Regions from separate parts of the Danio rerio genome. Here region 2 is linked to region 1. A link is a contact called in public Hi-C data. All regions are on one chromosome and are shown on one strand. The core of a region is the stretch at or near the end of the contact, and the rest is flanking DNA. Distances in the headings are between cores, read along the strand shown. Region 1 holds the start of si:dkey-182i3.10. Region 2 holds the start of zgc:154093.

The links. A called contact is a pair of places that touch in the nucleus more often than the background predicts.
Region 2: a contact with region 1 is called in a Hi-C map of an unstated tissue, with 4 times the contacts expected there. The contact joins the promoter of zgc:154093 here to the promoter of si:dkey-182i3.10 in region 1. A contact is called at or near these places in 3 of 18 Hi-C or Micro-C datasets (caudal fin, hematopoietic stem cells and an unstated tissue) and 2 of 4 datasets of contacts at active chromatin or transcription factors (caudal fin and gastrula embryo).

The regions. Positions count from the first base shown.
Region 1 is chr15:25,997,463-26,003,652 of GRCz12tu, forward strand. It overlaps si:dkey-182i3.10, which reads left to right and starts at 3,499. Exons shown (of 4, transcript XM_073923697.1): 1 at 3,499-3,738; 2 at 4,718-6,190. si:dkey-182i3.8 reads left to right here. Exons shown (of 5, transcript NM_001423242.1): 5 at 309-2,384. The coding sequence ends at 1,750.
Region 2 is chr15:26,162,573-26,168,762 of GRCz12tu, forward strand. zgc:154093 reads right to left here and starts at 3,933. Exons shown (of 2, transcript NM_001077731.1): 1 at 3,854-3,933; 2 at 1-362. The coding sequence starts at 145.

The DNA of each region.
Region 1 (6,190 bases), core at 2,249-4,748:
GCCAATGGAAAATAATCTGTTGAGATGGTTGGAATGAGATCTAGTGTCGAAGGCTGCACTCAGATCGAGAAGGATGAGCATAATGATTGATACACGATCAGCTGCCATGAGGAGCTCGCTTTAATAACTTGAATAATTTCTGAAAGTCATCCTGAAATCAAAAATGACTTTATTCACTGACTTGCTGTCGATTCTTTTGTAATATATATATATATTTTAATCTGTTGAACATTTCACCCATAATCAGCAGCAAATTAAGACTGATGTTGACTATGATGCATTTATTATTATTGTTATTACTTCATCAGCTGCTGAAGACCAGAGCTGGTCTGAAGATCAGGAGGGAGCATTGCAGACATCAACCAAACAACCCGAGGTTTCACACGGGAAGGACTCTTTTGAATGTGAGCAGTGCGGAAAAGCCTTTCCGAAGATGTTTTCTCTCGTCCAGCACAAACGTGTGCACTCAATCGTGAGGCCGCACGGCTGTGAAAAGTGCGGCAAGAAATTCACACTGCTGAGAGCACTAGAAACTCACCTCCGCAAACACTCGCAGAAGTTTGAGAAGAAGAAATTCCCCTGTGCCACCTGCGGAAAGAGCTTCAGAGATCTGGCAGCACACGAGCTAGTCCATGCGGAAGTCAAACCATTTACCTGTGAAACATGTGGACAGGGATTCACCATCAAAAGAAGTTTGTATATGCACCAAAGAGTCCACACGGGCGAAAAACCATATAGATGTGACACCTGCGGAAAGTGTTTCTCCCTGATCGGCACGTTAAACTATCACAAGAGGATTCATTCCAACGAAAGGCCCATAAAATGCAGCCATTGCAATAAGAGCTTCAAATACCATAAACTTTTGAAACACCACCTCCGCGTTCACACAGGCGAAAGACCGCACACGTGCGACATCTGCGGGAAAAGTTTCGCACTTTCTGGTACATTAAAGCGCCACATTCTTATTCACACCGGCGACAAGCCTTACGTCTGCGAGGTTTGCGGCAGAAGATTCAATCAGAGAAGCACTCTTAAAGGCCACATGCGTGTTCACGGTGAAAAACGGTTTATGTGTGAAATGTGTGGCAAAACCTTCCAGTATAATTACGTTCTGAGGAACCATATTTTAACACACAATCAAATCAATCCGGGTGAAAAGAGCAACGCTCAGCGCTGTGAGGTGTGCGGAAAGTTCCTCAGCTCCGCTTACGCATTGAAAGCTCACCTTCAGCTGCATTCGGACAACAGCAAACCGTTTGCCTGCACGTCATGTGACAGGAAGTACAGCAGCATTCATTCCCTCCGAATGCACGAACAGCTTCATACCGGTGAAAAACCGTTCAAGTGCGAGATCTGCGGTAAGGACTTTTCTCTGAGGGCTTCATATAAAACCCACATGTTTCTGCATTCAGGAGAAAGACCTCATAAATGCTTGCTGTGCGGTAAGAGATTCAAACTGTCGAGTTCGCTGAAGATGCACATGCGCACTCATACAGGAGAAAAGCCTCACAAGTGCGAGACGTGTGGGAAGGCGTTTCATTTATCAGCTAATTTGAAACGACACAGGCTTGTGCACACCGGGGAAAAGCCGTTTACTTGTGACATTTGTCTGAAGAGTTTCACGCAGCCCAATAATTTGAAGGCGCACATGCACATTCACACCGGGAAGAAGCCGTACACCTGCACAAAGTGCTGGAAAAGTTTTGCATATCAGAGAAATTATAAAGAGCACAAATGCGTTCCAGTTTGAGAGGTTTTACTTGATGCGTTTAAACTGAGCATGTAGGATTGTAATGACTTTACTGGTGAATTTCTGGATTGTTCGTGTTTATCGAATGTTATTAAAATTAAAATAGTTTTGCTTTTTTTTAAATGGGTGAGTGTATGGGTGTTTCCTAGTGCTGGGTTGCGGCAGGATTTACTGTGTAAAACATATGCAATGCATATGTGTGTTTTGGGGTGACATGGTGTCACTGTGTGTAGCACTGTCACCTCACGTGGAGAAGGTTGCTGGTTTGAGCCCCGGCTGGGCGGGTTGGTGTTTCTGTGGGGAGTTTGCATGTTCTCCCGGTTTTCCCGTTGGTTTCCTCCGGGTGCTCCAGTTTTCCCCGCAAGTCCAAAAACAAAATGTCTAGGTAAATTGGGTAGTTAAATTATCCATAGTGTGTGTATGTCCTGGTTCTTCAGGGGTTGAGTGTTGGGTTAATGACCCACCTTGATATAAATGGCCCTGGAATTAAGTATATGTGTGTTTAAATCTCGGATCTGAGACTAGAAGGCAATGTGTAGAATAAGTGTACTATAATAAACATAATTTAAGAAGCGCTTCACTTAAGGACATGAATTATAATGATCTGACTAAACACATAGATTTTTGTTTTTACATCATGAACATTGTGTATTTTTACTCTTTATAATATCTAAAATAAAAGTACTCAGAAAATATTAGATTATTTTTCCCATCGTATCAATATTCATACATTTTTGAAAGGCATCATATACACTACCTGACCAAAGTCATACATTCAGTATGGGGGCGTGCGAGAGATCTACAGAGTGGATGGTAACATCAACAGGCTGAGGTATCAAGACATTTGTGCTGCCCATTACATTTAAAAAAACAACAGGAGAGGACAAATTCTCCAGCAGGATAGCACTCTACTATCCACCACAGATACTTCAACCTCCACATCAAAGTTCCTGAAAGCAAAGAAGGTCAAGGTGCTCCAAGATTGGCCAGCCCAGTCAACAGATATGAAAATTATTGAGCATGTCTGGGGTAAGATGAAGGAGGAGGCATTGAAAATGAATCCAAAGAATCTTGATGAACTCTGAGAGTCCTGCAAGAACATTTTCTTTGTCATTTCAGATTACTTTATTAATCAGTTATTTGAGTCATTGCAGAGATGGATGCAGTCTTTCAAGCTCATGGGAGTCCTCCACAATATTATGTTTCCGCTGCACCATGACCTTGTATTCTATACATTATTACTGTTAAGTGACAAAACTTTTGCCTAGGCAAAGTCAAACCATACTGTATTAATTAAAAATCAAGGCATTATCATATTTTATTTAGAAAAATAAGTATAATGTAGAGGCCTTTGCCTTTTATATTAGCCACTTCTGATACCAAATGACCAACTAGATACAAACTAGAGGTCAAGTTTTTATTTGTTGTTCCTAAAACTTGGATAGGTGACAAGACTTTTGTCAGGTAGTGAAAATATATAATTCATTCAATAAAATAGATAAACGGAAATCTATACCCCTGATGTTATAATACATTATTTTAAATGTCTAATATGTTGAATAATATTAATTTATAAAAATATATTATTTAAATAGCATTAAAAATGTGCAAGAGACGATTTTTTATTTTATTACATTTACTTTAAATTTGAAGAACGAAGTAGATGAACAATGTGGACTTCCACAACAAATATATGCGTGCTTCGATGTTTCCGTCAAATACAAATGCACTCCAGTCCAGTGCGGGGCAGCAGTGAGTAAACGCACCTAAATCAACACAAGACGCCAAGAGAGCGTGCATGTAACGAAGATTGTATTGTTATTTTTGGAATTATGATAACATGAGCTACTGAAAACAACAGAATGATGTCCTCTCTGGAGTATGAGGTTGTCTCTGTTCTGGAGACACTTATACATTCAACAGTAAATGAAATGAGTACAATTCTGACGCAAACTACAGCAGACGAGTCTGTCAGCATGGAGTTTACAGTAAGTTAAGTCTACATAAAGTGTATATAATATGCGTTCATACATTTGCGACAATAAACACAACGTGTTTAATAAATGATATGCAAGTTGGACCAAATACAAGTATCTTTTTATTAAGCTGAACATTCATAATAATACTCTTATTAACACCAACTAGTAAAAAGCTGTCATGATTAGATATTATTCCAAGACTCAGGAAGATTCATTTTGCTGACATGCAGTCAGGGAACAATACAGAAGAAACACTGGAGGTTTCATTCTGGTCGTTCAAAGGGCAGTCCTTCGAGGGAAGTTAAGATACAGGCATATAAATAGATGTTTTAATCACTGTTCTAAACAGTTTGTTTGGTTAAATCCTATTGATCATATAATCATATCATTGTCAGCACAATGTTCCTGCAACTGTCATATTCCAACTATTCAACTCCCTGAAAACTACAGTTGAGCATGTGATTATATCAAGAAGCATATGCATTTATAACATTAACTTTGGGTTGCTTTAAAAGTATACATGTTTTAAAACAATATGAATAGAATATATGGATATGAATAAATTAATTTATCTAATAATAGCATAGTTTCTCAGTTTCTACACTGGTTGTACTGCATCAGTCATGCTTAACCATTCAAACCTCAGTAAAAAAAAAACTGTTCAAACCACGGCAGACATTTAAATGGTTTCCACTACACATTTTATTTAAACATTACAAATCCTGCAAGTTTAACCATTAAAACCAGTACATTTGAATGCTTTCTACTGTGTTTTGGAACCCAGGTAGACACTCCTTATCCATTAGGATTTGCAGGTTTTAAGATCCCACAAACGGAAGGCAAAGAATTACCAATTGAGACACAACTTATAATTTATAATTCACTATATATATATATATATATATATATATATATATATATATATATATATATATATATATATATATATATATATATATAAAATATAATATAATATAATTTCTATTAGGGATGCTCCAAGCAATTGGCCAGAGATTGGTATTGGCCGATTATCACATTTCTTGACTCGGTTGGTACTCATCAATCTAGACGATCTCATGAACCAAGCAGAGAAAGACACACATCAGCAGTGGTCAAACACATGAGGAGGTAAATGATGTGTCTGTTGCGCTCCCAAAACAGCAGGTAAAATATGTACAGATTTATTTGTAATTTATAGGCCTACTTACTTTTATTAAAGAAGTATTGGATGTTGGCGCCAATAGCCTTGTGGTAGTGTGCGTTGACATATAGCACTAACATGGTCACGGTAACCCGAGTTCGATTCCCAGCTCGAGGTTCTTTGTCGTTCCTTCCCCTCTTTCTGTTCCCAATGCTTTCCTGTCAAAAAATCTCTACTGTCCTATCATAATAATAGGCTTTTTATGCATCAAATATGCACTACAAATTTTCTTATTGATTGAGACATGCTGAATTGTTCCTGCATCGTTTGCAGTGTCTCCAAATCACATTATCAGTCATTTTTCTTACCATTTTAAAAATCTGTTTTGTCCATTATTTTCTGTAAATCTGCTTCTGACCATTACACGTTCACACTAGATCATAGGTGTCAAACAAAGTTCCTGGAGGGCCTTAGCTTTGCCCAGTTTAGCTTTAACCCTAATTAAACACACCTAATCAAACTAATTGAGTCCTTCTGTGTTGTTTGACACCTACATGTAAGCGTGTTGAAGTAGGGTTGGAACTAGAATGTGCAGGGCTCACTGGTGCTAATTATTTTCAACAAAAAGGCGCTAAACTCTGCCCAAAAAGTCGCTAGATTTTGTCATACTTTATATTGCAAATTATCACTATAGGTCAGTATAGGGGTATTTTAATTTACACTACACTTTATGTAAGTATGTCAAATTAACTAAATTTATTGCTGATTAAATACAGTATATCAATATAGATGTGTAGTGAATTTGCAGTAATCTCCCAGACGTAATAAACTCAGGCAAGTTCTGAAACTCTCACATAAAATTTCTGTGATTGTGAACAAGAAAAGAGCAAACAGTCAAATTAAATTGTTAAAATAAAGGAGAAGCAGATTGCTTTGACTGTACAAGGGAAATACCTTCACACTGCCACTGCTAAATCATTTGCCGTCGGTACGCAGAGGGATGATCTGCTGTCAGGCTGCAGGTGGGAGAGGCTGTTGTACGAGGACTGGGCAATAAATGACTGTACTGGGCCACCTGTCGGTGCTCTTAGGCGTGTTACACAAGAGCGTATTGGGTTGTTTCTGTGCTGCTGTGTGGGTGTGTCTCTCTTTTTTCCCTCTCTCGTCCTGTCCCGTTCCTGTTTCTAGGTTACCCCGCCCTAATTGGACGTGCTGCGTGCGTGCGCTGTGGTTGGTGCTGGGAGAAGTCAGCATCTTTTGAAAAGGAACCGACGGAGTCAGATCGCTGGGGGGAGAGACGGAGAGTTTTCTAAGAGTGTG
Region 2 (6,190 bases), core at 2,683-5,182, 170 kb after region 1:
CTCCATCTGGCCCAACATGGGCACTGTGGCGCACATCACCCAGTGGCGGGCTTATCATATCACCTGATAAAACGTCCCGTATCTTGGGCTTCTTCCCTCGCTTTGGTGTCGATGTCTTTAAGTAGATGGGTGTCTTTGCTGGCATTCTGTTTCCCAGTATTCGGGGTCAAATGTCTGCGCTGGTGTTTGTAGCCGAAATGAAGAGGAACCAAGTCCTCAGTCTGATATTAGCTCTTTCATACGTTACGGTTGGGTTGTGTCCTTTATTTGACTTTTAAATCTTCCAGTTGGAGGTGGAAGTGGCCTGCTTTATGTTCAAAGCTCTTCAGGAGGCTCAGGAAGGTTTCATCACAACAGCGGATCTAAGGAACAAATAAGGAGAAGAAAGATTTACAACCTTAAGAGAGCGTCTAGAATTTCAACAAAACACAGAAAAAATCAAAAACTCAAGAAACTACTTATTTATTTTCCCCTGAGTGGTGATTTATGATCAGCTACAGAGCTCAGCATACCTGAGTTTATCCCAATATTTTATCCATTTCTCAGTGAATATAAGCAATGTATTTGGTGAATTTAACCAAAACAGATTTATTAAACATATTTATTTATTAAAATAATATTTTAGTCAACAAATATATTTACAAATTGAAAGATAATACAATTAAATTCAAGCAAAATATTGCAAAATAAATTACAACCAACAAAATTTCAACTAAATTTTTCCTTTTTTATTTTGCTTTTCTTGATTTTTTCTCTTTTTTAAAATTTGTATTTAATATTTTTCTATAACATATAAATTTGGGTGTACTAGTTTTTGGACTGTTATCATAAGTTATTTTGTTAGATAAGCTCCAGATTTGGCTTCAGTATGGATAAATGTAATGTATATGCACACAAATAATATTGTAGAGCTTCCTATTAAAAATCTGAATTTAAAAAGATAAATTTGTGAGGGGTGTATTTATATATGCTCAGTTATGTATATACCTGTAAATAACAACCCCTCTGACATTTCAGTTGTTCTACAACATGACTTTAATAACATATATTGGCATAGACAAAGTCATTATTTGCATGCATGCATGCTTTTATAAGTATATTATGAAACTGCCCCAGAACATTACTGGCAGTGCAGAATGAGATTAGAAATCCACAGTTCAGATCTCCTTTAAACTCTGGCCACCAAATAACATCCACACTTACGTATGCTATTGTGTTTAGTGTTTTAATGTAGTGATTGCACAACTTTTTGGAAAGCTTCCCTGAACTGAACACAACAGAATAACAGCAGTTTTATTATTTACTCAGAGTTTCTCTGAATAACAATTTCTAACATTTACAACACAGCGCTAGAAGACTGTAAAACCATATACACTGTTTATTATTTAAAATCTTAAAATGGTTATATAAAACAATACAATTATTGGTAGGGCTGCACAATATTGAACAAAACTGACATTGTGATATTTTATTTTTCTACTATATATATTCATTCATTCATTTTCTTTTCGGCTTAGTCCCTTTTATTAATCAGTTGTCGCCACAGCGGAATAAACCGCCAACTTATCCAGCATATGTTTTACGCAGCGGATGCCCTTCCAGCTGCAACCCCTCACTGGGAAACATTCAGACACACTCACTCACACACATACACTACGAATGTCTTTAGACTGTGGGGGAAACCGGAACATCTGGAGTAAACCCATGAGAACACAGAGAGAACATGCAAACTCCACACAGAAATGCCAACCGACCCAGCCGAGACTCGAACCAGCGACCTTCTTGCTGTGAGGTGATCGTGCTACCCACTGTGCCACCGTGACTCCCCTACTATATACAGTATATATCGATATTAAATATATAATTTCACCAGATGAAATTAATGTCTATTTGGATAGAACTAATAATTAAAAAATTGGGATAATTCTGTGAGAGTGCATCTACATAAACTATAATAAACATTACAAACATTGAGAAATATGCAGCAACAACATTGTTCATCTGATTTTCCGGACGTCTAGCAATATTTAGATGCACAAATTTAATATTTAAATGTAAAATAACACCAAATAGTATGTACAGTGCTCAGCATATATGAGTACACCCCCCCAAATCTCTCATTTAAATTAATATTTTCTTTAGGATGCTTTTTAATATTATATTTGTGCATATACATTAGTTTAGTCAGTACTGAAGCCAAATCTGAAACTAATCTGACACAATAACTTATAATTATGGTTCACACATGAGTAGCCCAAATTTATTTTAAGGAAAAATATTTAATACAATTTTGAAAAGTAGCAAAAATCAAGAGAAACAAAAAATATATACAATTTTGTTGATGAAATTTTGTGGTTTGTCATTTTTTGCAATATTTTGCATGAATTTAAATGTATCATCTTTCCATTTCTAAAGATTTTCTGTGGCAAAAATATTATTTTAATAAATATATCTGTTTAATAAATCTGTTTTGTTCAAATGCACCAATATAAATTACCCATATTCACTGAGAATTGGATGAAAATATTTATTTTCGAAATGCAGTGTACTCAGTTATGCTGAGCGCTGTATATACATAAATGCAGTTAATTTTGCTTAAACATTTTTACCATGACTCACAAAAGGCAAAATTCATTCATTCATTTTCTTTTCGTCGTAGTCCCTTTATTAATGAGGGGTCGCCATCATTTGATGAATAAAATACATTCTAATGAATCACACTGTAGCAGCAAAATATTATTCAGCTGTGAGTGTATCTATAATAAGTGTATTTTATATCATATAAAATCATATGTTATGCTTGATGTTCTTCACAAAATGTATTCAGAAATGTGACACTTTAATTGCATTTAATACATTCTCTTTGTATGTAAAAACAACTTTTGTAAACTGCTTTTCCCAGCAGGCTGAATTTAATTATGCTGTTAATTATGCCATTGCTGGCAGAGGATGCATTAAAAACAAGCACAATTCTGTTATTGTTCCTCTATGAGAGGCATATGTTTCTTACCATTCGACTGTTCACAGTTTGTTGCTGAGATTTATTGGCAAGTGACGCAATTGTAAAAACATGCTTGTAAAAAGAAAGACAAAGATATAAACTGAATGTTTCAAAGATGTGTGTTCTTCTGTCAGACAACTAATGTTCATCTCTTATATGACACCAGTCCTCTTGACCTTCACAAAATCTCTTGGACCAGTTACACTAACACACTCCTATTATGTAATGCTTAAACACAGCTAGTCCTTGAGATCAGCCAATTCCCGGATTTCCCTAGTAAACCACATGGTGTCATTGCTTTAACACTGCTGAGACTTCAGTCTACACCCAACATTGTGTTTAAAAAAAACTAGTTATTTTATATACGTTTATTTATTAAATGCACAGTTTGGACTGTATTTGCTAGATGAGACAATAATTTAGATGAAGTTTAAATTTTTTTGCTTTTGACAGTCAATACCCTGACTTGTGTAATGCCAAAGCAATATGACAATTTAGTTATAGTACATGTTCAGAAACACAGTAAACAAGGTGTTCATAATGATCTATTAATATCTTTACTTAGTTTTTAAATTACATTTACAAAAATATTATCAAATTTCTATTTGAATCTAGTAGTTTTAGACTATAGTTTCTTAGTTCAATCATTTGAAATTAAATGAAAAGTCATTAAAGTGTTTCATATTTTAACAATAAAAGTAGCTAAGTTAATGGATTTTTCTATCGTACCACTGACAGTGTATCAGATTGAGACAAATTTAACTCAATTTGAGACAGTAGTAAATCTCGGTTTAACAAAGTGAGTCTTAAAACACAATATTTAACACTTCAGGTGAAAGTATTTGTACTTGCCTTTGATATCTGCGATGAAACCCTTGATTGTTCTTGTAGGTTATTCCTGGATGTAAGTGGATAAGCTGTTCTATCTGCGCGCTCTCGGAAGGGTTGTTATAAACCTCTTAAGCGCGCGCTGAAGCCGAGAGTGAAGAAGGGCAGGACGGGGGCGTGTGCGCGCATCATGCTAGTGAAAGAGGAAAAGAGGACGAACAAAGTGAGTTTCCACACATCGTGTGGCGATTGTCGTTTAAAAGTTGCATTAAAGTGCGCATTTATATAGGAACAGCCACAACGCGGTTTGTCCACACTTCCCCCCTCAGATATTCATTGTATTTAAAGAGACCGTTCACTCCAAAAAGCCCCAGGCTTTTTTTAGTGTCTGGTTGAACACAACAGGCATTATATATAGTTTAATGTCTAAACTGCTCATTTCCAAACAGTTGAAGTAGTCTGATCACCCACATAGACGTTATTAATGACATAGCCTACAAGTTCATATTTGAATTTTGCATATATACAATAGTTGCAGCTAGAAGGGCATCTGCTTCGTATATGCTGGAATAGTTGCCGGTTCATTCCGCTGATACATAAGGGACTAAGCCGAATGAAAATGATGGAATATGTAAAATGCCATATATTCAACATATATTTCCAAAAATTACAAAAAGGATCCGTTTTGTAGGCCTACATAAATGTTCAAATATATTGCATATAATGTCACTTATGTGTTATATACATGGTCAGAGTTGTTGGTACATTCAATTTTGTCCAAGCCTGTTTGATTAGTTTGCCTTTTTTAATGCTTCTGTTGAACCACAATTCGGGAGCAGTTTCTGATTTTCAGTAGTTCATTTTCAGTCATATTTGATTAATCATATACTTTAGTAATATTATATATTTTATATACTTTTAAAAGTGAAAAAATATACTTTTTTCACTTTGAAATAACTACAGTGACTGCTCAAGTTTTTCTTTTTTAGATTAAAGTGTGTACCAACATTTTTGTCTGGTCGGTATTTGAAATTCAAATGGTTGAAATGGTTGCCATTTTTGCAATCTTTGTAAATATATACTGAATATATAACTTCTGTTTTAAATAAATGAAATCCAAATATGAACTTGTATGTCATAAATGTCATTTGCATATATTTTCATTTATCAGATTTGTATATGGTCAGAGGTCAAATACAAGACTTTGAACACTGTGACAACTTTTATGATGTTTTTATGGTGTTTTGTTGTCTTTTTTATGCTTGACAGCTCAGTGTAACTATAGTCGAAAGAGTGCAGCACCAACATTCTGTTAAAAATTTCCCTTTTGGGTTTCAAACTAAAATTAGGTGTTCGTAATTTTGACAGAAGTTTCATTTAGTGATGAACTATGGCTGTTCAGATCCACATAGGATTGCAGATGCTTTTCTCCCAAGCTGATTCTGCATTGACTCATAGGATAGACGAGCCCTACCCTGTCTGTTTCATAAATAGTCTTAAAACTCAGCAAAACTGATTGCATAAGCACAGGAACAGAGTTGTAATATCCTGTTGTAACAACACCTGAATAGAGGTTGTCATTTATATTACTTTTTGTTGCATTAAATAGCTGCTAAACGAATGTTTTCATATGTTTATCCATTATTGCATAGCAAATACTAGTGTGTTTGCTTCAAAAGAGTTATCAATATTTGGTGGAATAACCGTAGTATTCAATCACACCAAATAAAAACTTTTTTTAAATTTTTTTTAGTTTGGAGAAAATGTGGTCAGATCATTATAGGATAAAATAAATATTAACATTTTACTCAAACCCATAAATCCAAGGAAACTGAGTATTGTCAACTGCTCTCCTACAATGACAGTGATAGTGCTGGGTAGTAACTCATTCATTCATTTTCTTTTCGGCTTAGTCCCTTTATTAATTTGAGGTCGCCACAGCGGAATGAACCGCCTGGGTAGTAACTGATTACATATAATTATGACGTAGTGAAATAATCCAATTCCAAAAATTAAGTACCTGTAATTAGATTATACCTTTTACAATGCTCATAATCATATTAAATTTTCTTATATTGGATTACATATATTTTTTATGAATTACATGATTACAGAATTGATTTATTTTATTTGAAAATGTTAGTCATATCTCATTTGCTTGAAAAGATTGATTAAATGTTCTTCTCAAAATTTAGATTTTTTTATCATTCTTAATGGTCTGTGAGGTGCTCTGAAATATGCATTTTTATTCTATGTTTGATGTATACTCAATCGAAAAAATGAAGAGAGAGCTGGTCATAATGTAGCTCCTCCTCCCCTTTTTAAAAACGGGCAATAACATTTTGTTTTATCACCGCTCTG